Regions from separate parts of the Sus scrofa genome. Here region 1 is linked to region 2. Evidence: chromatin contacts called from public HiChIP or PLAC-seq data. All regions are on one chromosome and are shown on one strand. Each heading gives the region's core, a stretch centred on a gene start, on an enhancer-like site or on the middle of the called end of the contact. The rest is flanking DNA. Distances are from core to core; before and after follow the strand shown.

The links. HiChIP or PLAC-seq counts read pairs in DNA pulled down with a chosen protein or histone mark.
Region 1: an H3K27ac HiChIP or PLAC-seq map of skeletal muscle shows a contact between it and region 2. The contact joins two enhancer-like sites. A contact is called at or near these places in 16 of 47 Hi-C or Micro-C datasets (adipose tissue, embryonic fibroblasts, fetal skeletal muscle and 8 more) and 1 of 2 datasets of contacts at active chromatin or transcription factors (skeletal muscle).

Annotation. Positions count from the first base shown.
Region 1 is chr3:97,502,055-97,506,461 of Sscrofa11.1, forward strand. All of the region lies in intron 3 of LOC106509843 (a long non-coding RNA gene), which reads right to left. Among named protein-coding and RNA genes, the nearest start is that of TRNAI-UAU, 63 kb to the right of the region's middle. Within about 2 kb of position 1,632, at least 20 of the 83 cell types and tissues checked have an H3K27ac peak or open chromatin away from gene starts, as enhancers often do. A contact at or near this core is called in adipose tissue, retroperitoneal adipose tissue and skeletal muscle, where this site is marked.
Region 2 is chr3:97,460,672-97,465,389 of Sscrofa11.1, forward strand. The region is part of intron 4 of LOC106509843 (a long non-coding RNA gene); the gene reads right to left. Among named protein-coding and RNA genes, the nearest start is that of TRNAI-UAU, 100 kb to the right of the region's middle. Within about 2 kb of position 3,415, at least 52 of the 83 cell types and tissues checked have an H3K27ac peak or open chromatin away from gene starts, as enhancers often do. A contact at or near this core is called in adipose tissue, retroperitoneal adipose tissue and skeletal muscle, where this site is marked.

The DNA of each region.
Region 1 (4,407 bases), core at 382-2,881, 40 kb after region 2:
CATGAGACCGTGTGAAAGCACCACCAGGGCCCCTCCCAAAGCCTTGGAAGGACCCAAGCAAGCGAGGGGCCCAGTGGGGCTGTGCAAAGGCGGGCAGCCCTCGCAGATGAAAGAGGTGAGGAGAAGGGTAATTACCGAGGCGGGGGCCTCGGGCTGCGGCCGCTGGCACAATTATCTTAACAAGTTAAATTAGCCCCAGATAAACCTGTAACTAATAAACCTGGGCTGCCTGTGCCTGGAGCCTCCAGGAGGAAGGAGGACTTCAAAGCCCCAGGCCGGGTCAGCAGAGGTGATTGTCTGCCCCAGGTCCTAGGCCTGTCCCGGGCTTCGGGCCAGGGCAGGGCCCTAACTCCCCTCTCACACACCCAGCACCCGGCTCACACAGGAGCACCTACACAGACTCCAGGACCCTAACACGCCTCTGCTGCCCCTTCCCCAGAACATTCTTGTACTCAGCAGCTCATCCGACAGAACACACAGACTCCTAAGAGCCATTCCCAAGTCCAGGACAGGGGTCTCCTTCTCCCCTGCTTGGGGGGGGTGGGTGCGGTCACTGGCTGCCACCTTTTCTTTTAACATTACTGAGGACTAACTGACACATAAGTGTATGTATTTAAAGTGCATGATGTGGAGTTCCCGTCGTGGCGCAGTGGTTAACGAATCCGACTAGGAACCATGAGATTGCGGGTTCAGTCCCTGTCCTTGCTCAGTGGGTTAACGATCCGGCGTTGCCATGAGCTGTGGTGTAGGTTGCAGACGCGGCTCGGATCCTGCGTTGCTGTGGCTCTGGCGTAGGCCGGTGGCTACAGCTCCGATTCAACCCCTAGCCTGGGAACCTCCATATGCCGCGGGAGCGGCCCAAGAACCAAGAGATAGCAACAATAACAACAACAAAAAGACAAAAAAAAAATAAAAATAAAAAAATAAAGTGCATGATGTGATGATTTGATATACACATACATTGTGGAATAATCATTAACATCGAGGTTAATAACACATCCATCACCCCATCTATAACATAAGGTAACTCTTTCCTGTGTGTGGTGAGAATGCTTAAGATTTACTCTCTGCAACATTCAAGTCCCTATTTACTGTATGAACTATAGTCACCATGCTGTATATAGATCCTCAGGACTTACCTTTTTGCAGGGGACGCGAGGGGGGCACCTGTAGCATATGGAAGTTCCCAGACTAGGGGTCAGATCAGAGCTGCAGCCTTGATCTAAGCCGCATCTGTGACTGACACCACAGCTTGCAGCAATGCCAGATCCTTAACCACTGAGCGAGCCCAGGGATCGAACCCACATCTCCAGGGAGTCTTAACCCTCTGAGCCACAACGGGAACGCCAGAACTTCTCTTATACCTGAAAGTGTGTACTCATTGAAATTCCTCACCCCATTCCCCCCCCCCAATAGAATGGCAACCACCATTCTGTTCTTGCGTCTATGAAATCCTGCCTTTCCTCTTTACTGCTCATGCCAGAGCCAAGGTCCAAGGTTCTGCAGAACTGGAATGCACCCCGCCCCCCCGCCCTTCCTCTTCTTTCATTTCATGTATCTCTCCCACCCAAGGAGCCAGACAGCAGGACAAGATGCTGCCTCTGTGGTTCAGGGCAGAATTACATACCGAGCCCCAGCTCACGCTGGCCTCACATGACACAGGCTGGAGAGGGGTGATGTCACCTGCCAGCTCCCGCCTCCACCCCAGGACAAGTGGGAAATGATGGGGGTGATGGGCTCGGAACCTCCCAGGGCTTCAGGGTTGGCCAAAGTCCTGGCTTGCCTCACTCAGGCCCTGGAGCCCAGAGACTGGCCCCTTAGCCCTGGCTACCGAGTCCCAGGTTTTGCCAAGGAGCTTGGCTGAGCAGCAAAGGGTTTTCAAAGAAGACCAAGTTGGGAGTTAAGGCCCTGGGTTCAAATTCCAGGTCTCAGGAGTTTGAGGAGAGATAATGGCCACTAGGATCTTTGGGTGAGTGGGTGAGGGGTTCCTCATCCTGAGTAGCAAGAGCCACAGGCAGGCGGATCAGCCAGAACTAGCTGGTAGTGGGCCAGGTCTTTGAGGCTCTTCCGCTCAGGAAAACCCTGTTCTCCGTCCTGAGCCAGAGGGGGAAGGAAAACAGGAAACACATGTTCTATAGAGAAGGCTGAGCACCCAGCCCTGAGAAGTCCCCAGGGAGGACCTGCCCCCCTGGACGAGAGTTTCCCAGCCCAACCTGGGAACCCAGCCCTGACCAGCCTCAAGGGAGAAGCACGCTCATCAAGCTTATACAAAGAGCCAAGAGCTGTGAGGCCAACATCTGTGTTCTCCTCCCAAACTCCTGTGCAGCCTTGGGCCAGGAGCTTGGCCACTCTGGTCCTTTCCTTCTTTCCCTATCAAATGGAGTTGACAGTCCCTGCCTCTCTCTTTGCCTTGCTTGCCTCATTGGCTTTGGAAATGACAAAGTACCACACACGCAAGAACACTTTTGGGAATCTCAGAGGGCTTTCTTTTTCTTTTTTTCTTTTTTTTTTTTTTTTTTTGTCTTTTTGCCATTTCTAGGGCCGGACCTGCGGCATATGTAGGTTCCCAGGCTAGGGGTCGAATCGGAGCTGCAGCCATCGGCCTATGCCAGAGCCACAGCAATGCGGGATCCGAGCCGCATCTGCAACCTACACCACAGCTCAGGGCAACGCCGGATCATTAACCCACTGAGCAAGGGCAGGGACAAACCCGCAACCTCATGGTTCCTACTCGGATTCGTTAACCACTACGCCACGACGGGAACTCCTCAGAGGGCTTTCTTCCTTCATGCCTCAGCCACCAGGAAGCCTTCCCTGATTGCCCTCAAAGGGAAGGGCTGACTTGCTCATGTGATCCCTTCTAGCCTTCACCCTTGACCCCTCTTTAGGGGCCTGACACAGACTCTGCATCAGAGAAAAGTCCTGATGTCTGGTCATCTTGTCCACATAATCATGAGCAACTTGCAGCCCAGCCAGCCTTGTTTCACATTCTCCCCGGGGCCAACTTGCAGCCCAGCCAACCTTGTTTCACATACGCCCCAGGGGCCCCCGGGTGTATAAGAAGCCCTGGTTGGGGGCCCAAGGCCTGGGTCGGATGATAAGTCATCCCTGCCCTCCAGCCAACCCTCTCCTTCCATGGGCAAAGTCATCGCCTCCCGGCCCCTCTTGCACCTGGGACCATGCGACTGGTCCTCACTGCAGGAATGTGAGCTGTTGCATCCATGTCAAAGTGCTTAGGAGAGTTACCTTTTCCACCTCTTCCCTGTCTGCCTGCTGGATGCAGGGGACTCCGAGGTGGAGCCGTGATGCAAGGAGCCTGGATCCCTGAATCACCACACAGAGGCCTCCTGCTGGCCAGGAACATCCACCTTGAACTGTTATGAGTAAGAATTCGTCTGCTGTGCTCAGCCACTGACATTCCGGGATTTGTTTGCTTCATCAACAGACATTCCCCTAATTCACTTGCCTCAGAGGAGCAAGACAGCAAGGGGAAAACGAGCTCGATATCCCAGATCTGCCCACCTAGACCCCATTTAGGACTTGGGACAAGACCGGAGCCCACCCCCTCGGTCTTGGCCAGTGTTTCAGCCCCAGGTGGAGGGATGCTTTGAGTTCGAACACCTGGGAGCAGAACTATCCGCTCCTCATTCATCTTCTGGCCCCTATCTCAGTCTGGCCTCCCTCCAGCCCCACCTATCCCAGGCCCTCCAACTTAGCCTCCTGACTGGACCTTGTCCAGTCTCCAACCTCCGGCACCATGTCCTGGCCAGTACAGGTCTCCCCACTCTTCTTCGAGCCTCCCAGAATCATGGTCCCCACCCTTATCTGGTGCCCTCACCCTTGCCCCTTCCTTCCTCAGAGGCTGCTGTGAAAGTCCAGAGGCCAGATCAGGCCCACGGATGTCTACAGCAGGCTCAAGGGACAGCAGATGCCTCCGTACTAAGGGCTTTCTGTGCCTCGGCCTAATCAGTCTTCACAACGAGCCCACTAGGTAGACAGACACCTGGATCACCATCCTGATTCTGCACTAGGGGGCTATAATTCCCATTCTACAGATGAGAAAACCAAGGTATGAAGTGGAAGTCACTCATTCCAGGGCACATAGCTCATACCTGGTAGAGCCAGGCCTAGGATCCAGTCATCGAGACACTGGAGCCCACATTCTGACATCACCAATGGCCAAGCCAAGGCCCCTGGGTTGGTAGTGTCAAGTGGCCCTGGGACATTCTGCAGAGTCCTCATCCAGAAGGTGGCATTCAGGGTCGAGTCACATAAGCTGACTGGGCCTGGTTTTCCTCCCAAGGTTCTGTCAATTGCTCAGGTGTCAGCATGTGTGTGTGTGTGTGTGTGTGTGTAAAATCTACATAAGCTTGGACATGGAAATATAACAGGGAGGGGCTTTAGTGC
Region 2 (4,718 bases), core at 2,165-4,664:
TGTTTGTCAAAATAGACCTTCTGAATGCTTTTAAGGGCCTGCAGTTTGGATGAGTAAATATTTTCCCTTTCAGATGAAAGGTGCAATCATCGCTGTTTTTTAATTACTTTAATTAGAAAAGATTGCCTTAATCTTTTACTTATCTGTACTATTGTGGGAACTGCCAGAAAATGAAGTGCAGGGAAAACAGGTGGAGTTTGACCTTTGCTCTAAGCATCTTGAATTTCTTCTAGGCTGGTAATTAAGAAGAATCAGGGGAAGTTCCTTGCAGAATCTAGGAAACACAAACACACACACGCAGTCGTGGACACAGGGGCCCACTGGCGCACGCACTCTCTCTCTCTCTCACACGCACACACACACAGGCACACTCTCACACATAAGTGTGCACACAAGTGGAAGAGAAAATGGACTCCAATGGGGGAGACCAGAAAGTTCCAACTTTTGAGAGCAGCGTTCCTGATCCAAGCCCTGAGAGGTGGCTTAATGAGTTTCCCAGGGTGGCCTAAAATGATTAATTAAGCAGACAGCTCCTCACCCCCTCCCCAAACAACGGAAACCCAGTAACGGTCTGTTTGGGGAGGGAGCGGCAGGGGCCCCCGACTCCAGGGGTGGTTGGGGCCGTGGTGTAAGAGCCAGGAGCCCCAGATAAGGGACGATAGCAACGGCCTGTAACGGCCACCGAGGCTCACCCTGCCCAAGCCCTGGTTAAAGGACCTTCCTCTGCTCTTGGCCTCTGGCCTCCTGCCCTGTGTCCCGGCACTGCCCAGACCCAAAGGGGCCCCTGGGAGGGAAAATGACTGGTGGGGGACAGTTGTCTCTGGCCTCCCTCCCTCTCAGGGACCTCCCCCCCCCCTCCGCTGCCCTGACCATTTCTACCACGCGCCTTTCCTGGGCTGGTAGCTGAACACTGGGAAGGGATTCTAGAGTCTGAGTGGGTGTCCAGACCCACAGGCATGGAGCAAGAGGGACAGGGAAAGAGGAGAGAAGGGTGGGAGGGCTCTTGGGAGCGTCCCTCTCAGGTCACCCATGTCGGGGGGGACCCTACTCTGTCCTTCACAGCCGTCAGGGGCTCCAGAGCCCAGCATTAACCATTCACCGACTCTGCAAATGTGTACTGAGCACTTCCGGTGTTCAGGCTACAAGGGTGAGCAGTGGTATAAAATGCAGACTCCTGGGCCCTAGCCACAGGGATTTCATTGCCTGAAGGGAGTCCTGCAGTCCAGGTGATGCTTGTACAAAAGCAGAGCTCGGGAGTTCCCGGCATGGTGCAGTGGTTAACGAGTCTGACCAGAAACCATGAGGTTTCAGGTTTGATCCCTGGCCTCACTCGTGGGTTAAGGATCCGGTGCTGCTGTGAGCTGTGGTGTAGGTCGTAGATGTGGCTCGGACCCCGAGTTGCTGTGGCTCTGGCGTCGGCCGGCGGCTACAGCTCCGATAAGACCCCTAGCCTGGGAACCTCCATATGCCGTGGCCCTAGAAAAGACAAAAAAAAAAAAAAAAAGCAGAGCTCAGCACTCCGGTGTCCTGCGGTTCCTTGTTTTCTGCGTCTATAACCTGGACCTCCAGAACCCTGTGGACGTTTCTCTTGGAAGGTGCCCCAAGGTTTCACCTGGGTGCCGATCGTGTTTCCTCTTTTCCACAGACAAGAGCATGGCTTCCTTCCCAGACAGTCACATCCCCTGGGGACCAGGACAAGAGCAGCACAAAGCTTCTCTGGCATGAGGAACGCCCAGCTGGGGGGGTTGCAGTCTGTCCTTGTAAACAGGCCTCGCGAAGGGGCCAGGGGTTCCAAAGCAGGCCCAGACCCGGCCGGCTGGCCTGCAGAGGGGGGAGGAGACGGAGGTGGAGATGTGGATCAGGCGGAGCCAGGAACAATGTTTTTGTTTCTAAAACGCTCTGGGTCCTTGGGCTGGATTTCCAGTCTGGTGTTTCCAGCATCTGCAGCCGCGTCCGTGACCGCGTCTGTCTGTACCGCTGTCTTTCTCTCCAGGTGTCTCTGTGTTTGGTGGTCTATCCAAGTGAGTGTCTGCCCACACCTGTGGGCGTTGGTCTCTGTGTCTGCAGGAGGCCTTATGAGAAAAAGGGCTCCAGCTTCCACTTGTGTGAGCTCTTCCACCTCAAAATACGGTGAAAATAAACCTTGCTGAAAAAGCTTTAACAACACTATTTTTTCCCCCTGTCCCTGGCATGGGCAATAAGACCAGCAGGTCTCCACGGTCAATTTAGGAAGCTTGGGAAAACAGTGCTTGTAATTAAAAGTCTAGAAGGGCCTCAATTAGGGCAGTGTTTGCCCTGCCAGGCCCGTTCCCAAACCCCGCTCGGCAGCATTCCTCTCCTGGCTGGAAAAAGCCTCTGATTTGCACCAAATGTTCAGTGGCCACACTGGACCCAGCCCTGGCACTGCCTCTCCTACCAGCTGCTCAGGGCACAGGCAGGCCTCCGCCCCAGGCTACAACCAGAGACCCCAGCTCTCTGTACCCCCTGACTTCCTGGCCCCTCTGTGATCCTGAGCTCCTGCTTTGGGAGGTGCAGACTTCCTGGAGGTGGTGGAAACCAGTGCACGCAGGTGCCCACTCCCTGTCTAGGGCGGCAGCACTCCCTCGAAGAACCAGAACTCAACGTCAGGCCTGTCTGAGGATGAGGCAGCTGTGGTCACTGTGGGGAGAGGGGTGGAGGTACAGCCAGGGACACCCCAGTGTGTCTTCTTCTGCAGAGGCTGCCTCCATCAGAGCAGAAACCGGCCTTGAGTTACAGCCACTTCAGGGAACTCAGCCAGAGGGCTCCAGACTATTCTGCCAAGACCAGAGAAGACAGGGCCTGGCTGGGAGGGTCAGGAAATAGTGCAAACCTCTGACCTCTAGAGTCCCTAAGGATCAAAGACAAAGACCGTTTGGTGGGGGTGGGGCAGCCAAAGACAGAAACACCAGAGGCCCAGGAGTAGCCTCCTGCTTGGGGAAAGGCTCAGGCGCTCACTGGCTGGGTGGGTGAGTGGGAAAGAGAAGTGCTGAGTCAGCTCAGTTTCTTTTCCCTCCCAGGACACACACGCACGCACGCACGCACACACGCACACACACACTGAGGCCACAAGTGGGCCCTTGGTGGCCCAGATCACAGCCACCCACACGAATTCATACTGCTGCACAGTTTCGTACTGACATGATTCACGATCACGGCCATGGCCACAGTCAGACACACAGCCACTATAACAGAGGCCAGTAGGCCCCAGGCAAGACCAAGCAGCCTTCCGGGGTCCCTGAGTCCTTGGCAGCCCCCAGCACCTCTGGCAGGAGCAGAGGCAGACAGCAGCAAGAAGGAATCATTGTGCAGGCAGATGGTCCATGATGCAATGCCAAGGGCAGGCCCTCAACCCCACTGGCCACGCCCTGGGGGTGGGGGGAGCTGGGGAAACCTTGAAGAAGGCAGCCCTGCTGATGTCCGCCCTGCTGATGCCCCCAAGGGAGTGCCTCACCCCAGTGACAGAGAATGGCAGGGGAAGGGTTACAGGCTAACCCGAAAAAACAATTACTAACGGGAAAGGCAGCACATTCCAGCCCTGCTTAGCAGGGCCGCCAGGGCCGTGGGTGGTTCTTGGATTATGCATTTCCTTGAAAACAAAAAGGAAAGTTCAGGGCAGTTCAGCTGTGCCCTGAATCTCACTCCAGGGCCTTTGTCTCCAGCCCCCTCACAGCCCGCGTGCCCGCACACATGCACACAATCCTGCTGGCCCAGCCAGAGGTCTGCTGGGAAACTGGGAACACTAGCACCACTGAAAGTCCCGGGAAACTAGTACAGGAAAAGTGGGGAACGACTGGAAAGAAGAACTGAAGGAAGAAAGGGGGCAGGGTAGGGAGTGGGGACCCCAGAAAACTCTCATTGCCCAGAAGTCGCCATTCTGCGAGTGAGGCTGAGGGGAATGTTTGTCGATTCACTCAGCAAACCTACATGGAGCCCCTGCTCTGTTCCAGACACTGTGCCAGGCACTGGGGTGACCTCAAGGGGTTCCTGTCAGGAAGACCTGGTCTCTCATTTTCCCGTCAGCGGTCTCTTCTATCCATTTCTATCGCGGCTCCTAGCACTCTTTTCTAGGAAATCTGGTCTGATAGAGTTCGATTATCCAGTTCAGACTGAGAAGGCTCCCAGGCTGGTGTACTTTTGAAGGCGGATGAAAGAAGGTGGTGTCTCCCTGTGGAAGAACAGGAGGGGGCAGCCATCTTGTCATTGACACGGGAATAGGTTCCAAAGGCCGCTGAGTCTGACTGGACGTGCCCTTCTCCTGGGATCCCTCACCAAGCCCTGTGAAGAGGCAGCCTCCCCACCACAAATGGGGAAAGTGAGGTGTGACAAGGGATCCTGGGCCTCCCTCAAGCCATTGCGCAGGCTGCCTCCTTCCTCAGCTCTGTGAGGGCCTAGCTCGTTCTTCCTTGGAGGCCTCACCTTAAACACTGTCCCTCCCCGAGGGCCTGTGTGACCACCCGTCTGAAGAGGTCTGCTCTGCGTTGCCTCTCTGCTTCCTTCTTTTCAGACACATGCTGGTCCTGTTCGTGTTTATCTGAGGTGTCTTACCTCCTGGAGCAAAAGGCTTGAGTCCACTTGTTTTGTTTTTGGGTTTTTTGAGCTTTTTAGGGCTGTACTCGCAGCATATGGAGGTTCCCAGGCTAGGGGTCTAATCGGAGCTGCAGCTGCCAGCCTACGCCACAGCCACAGCAATGCCAGAT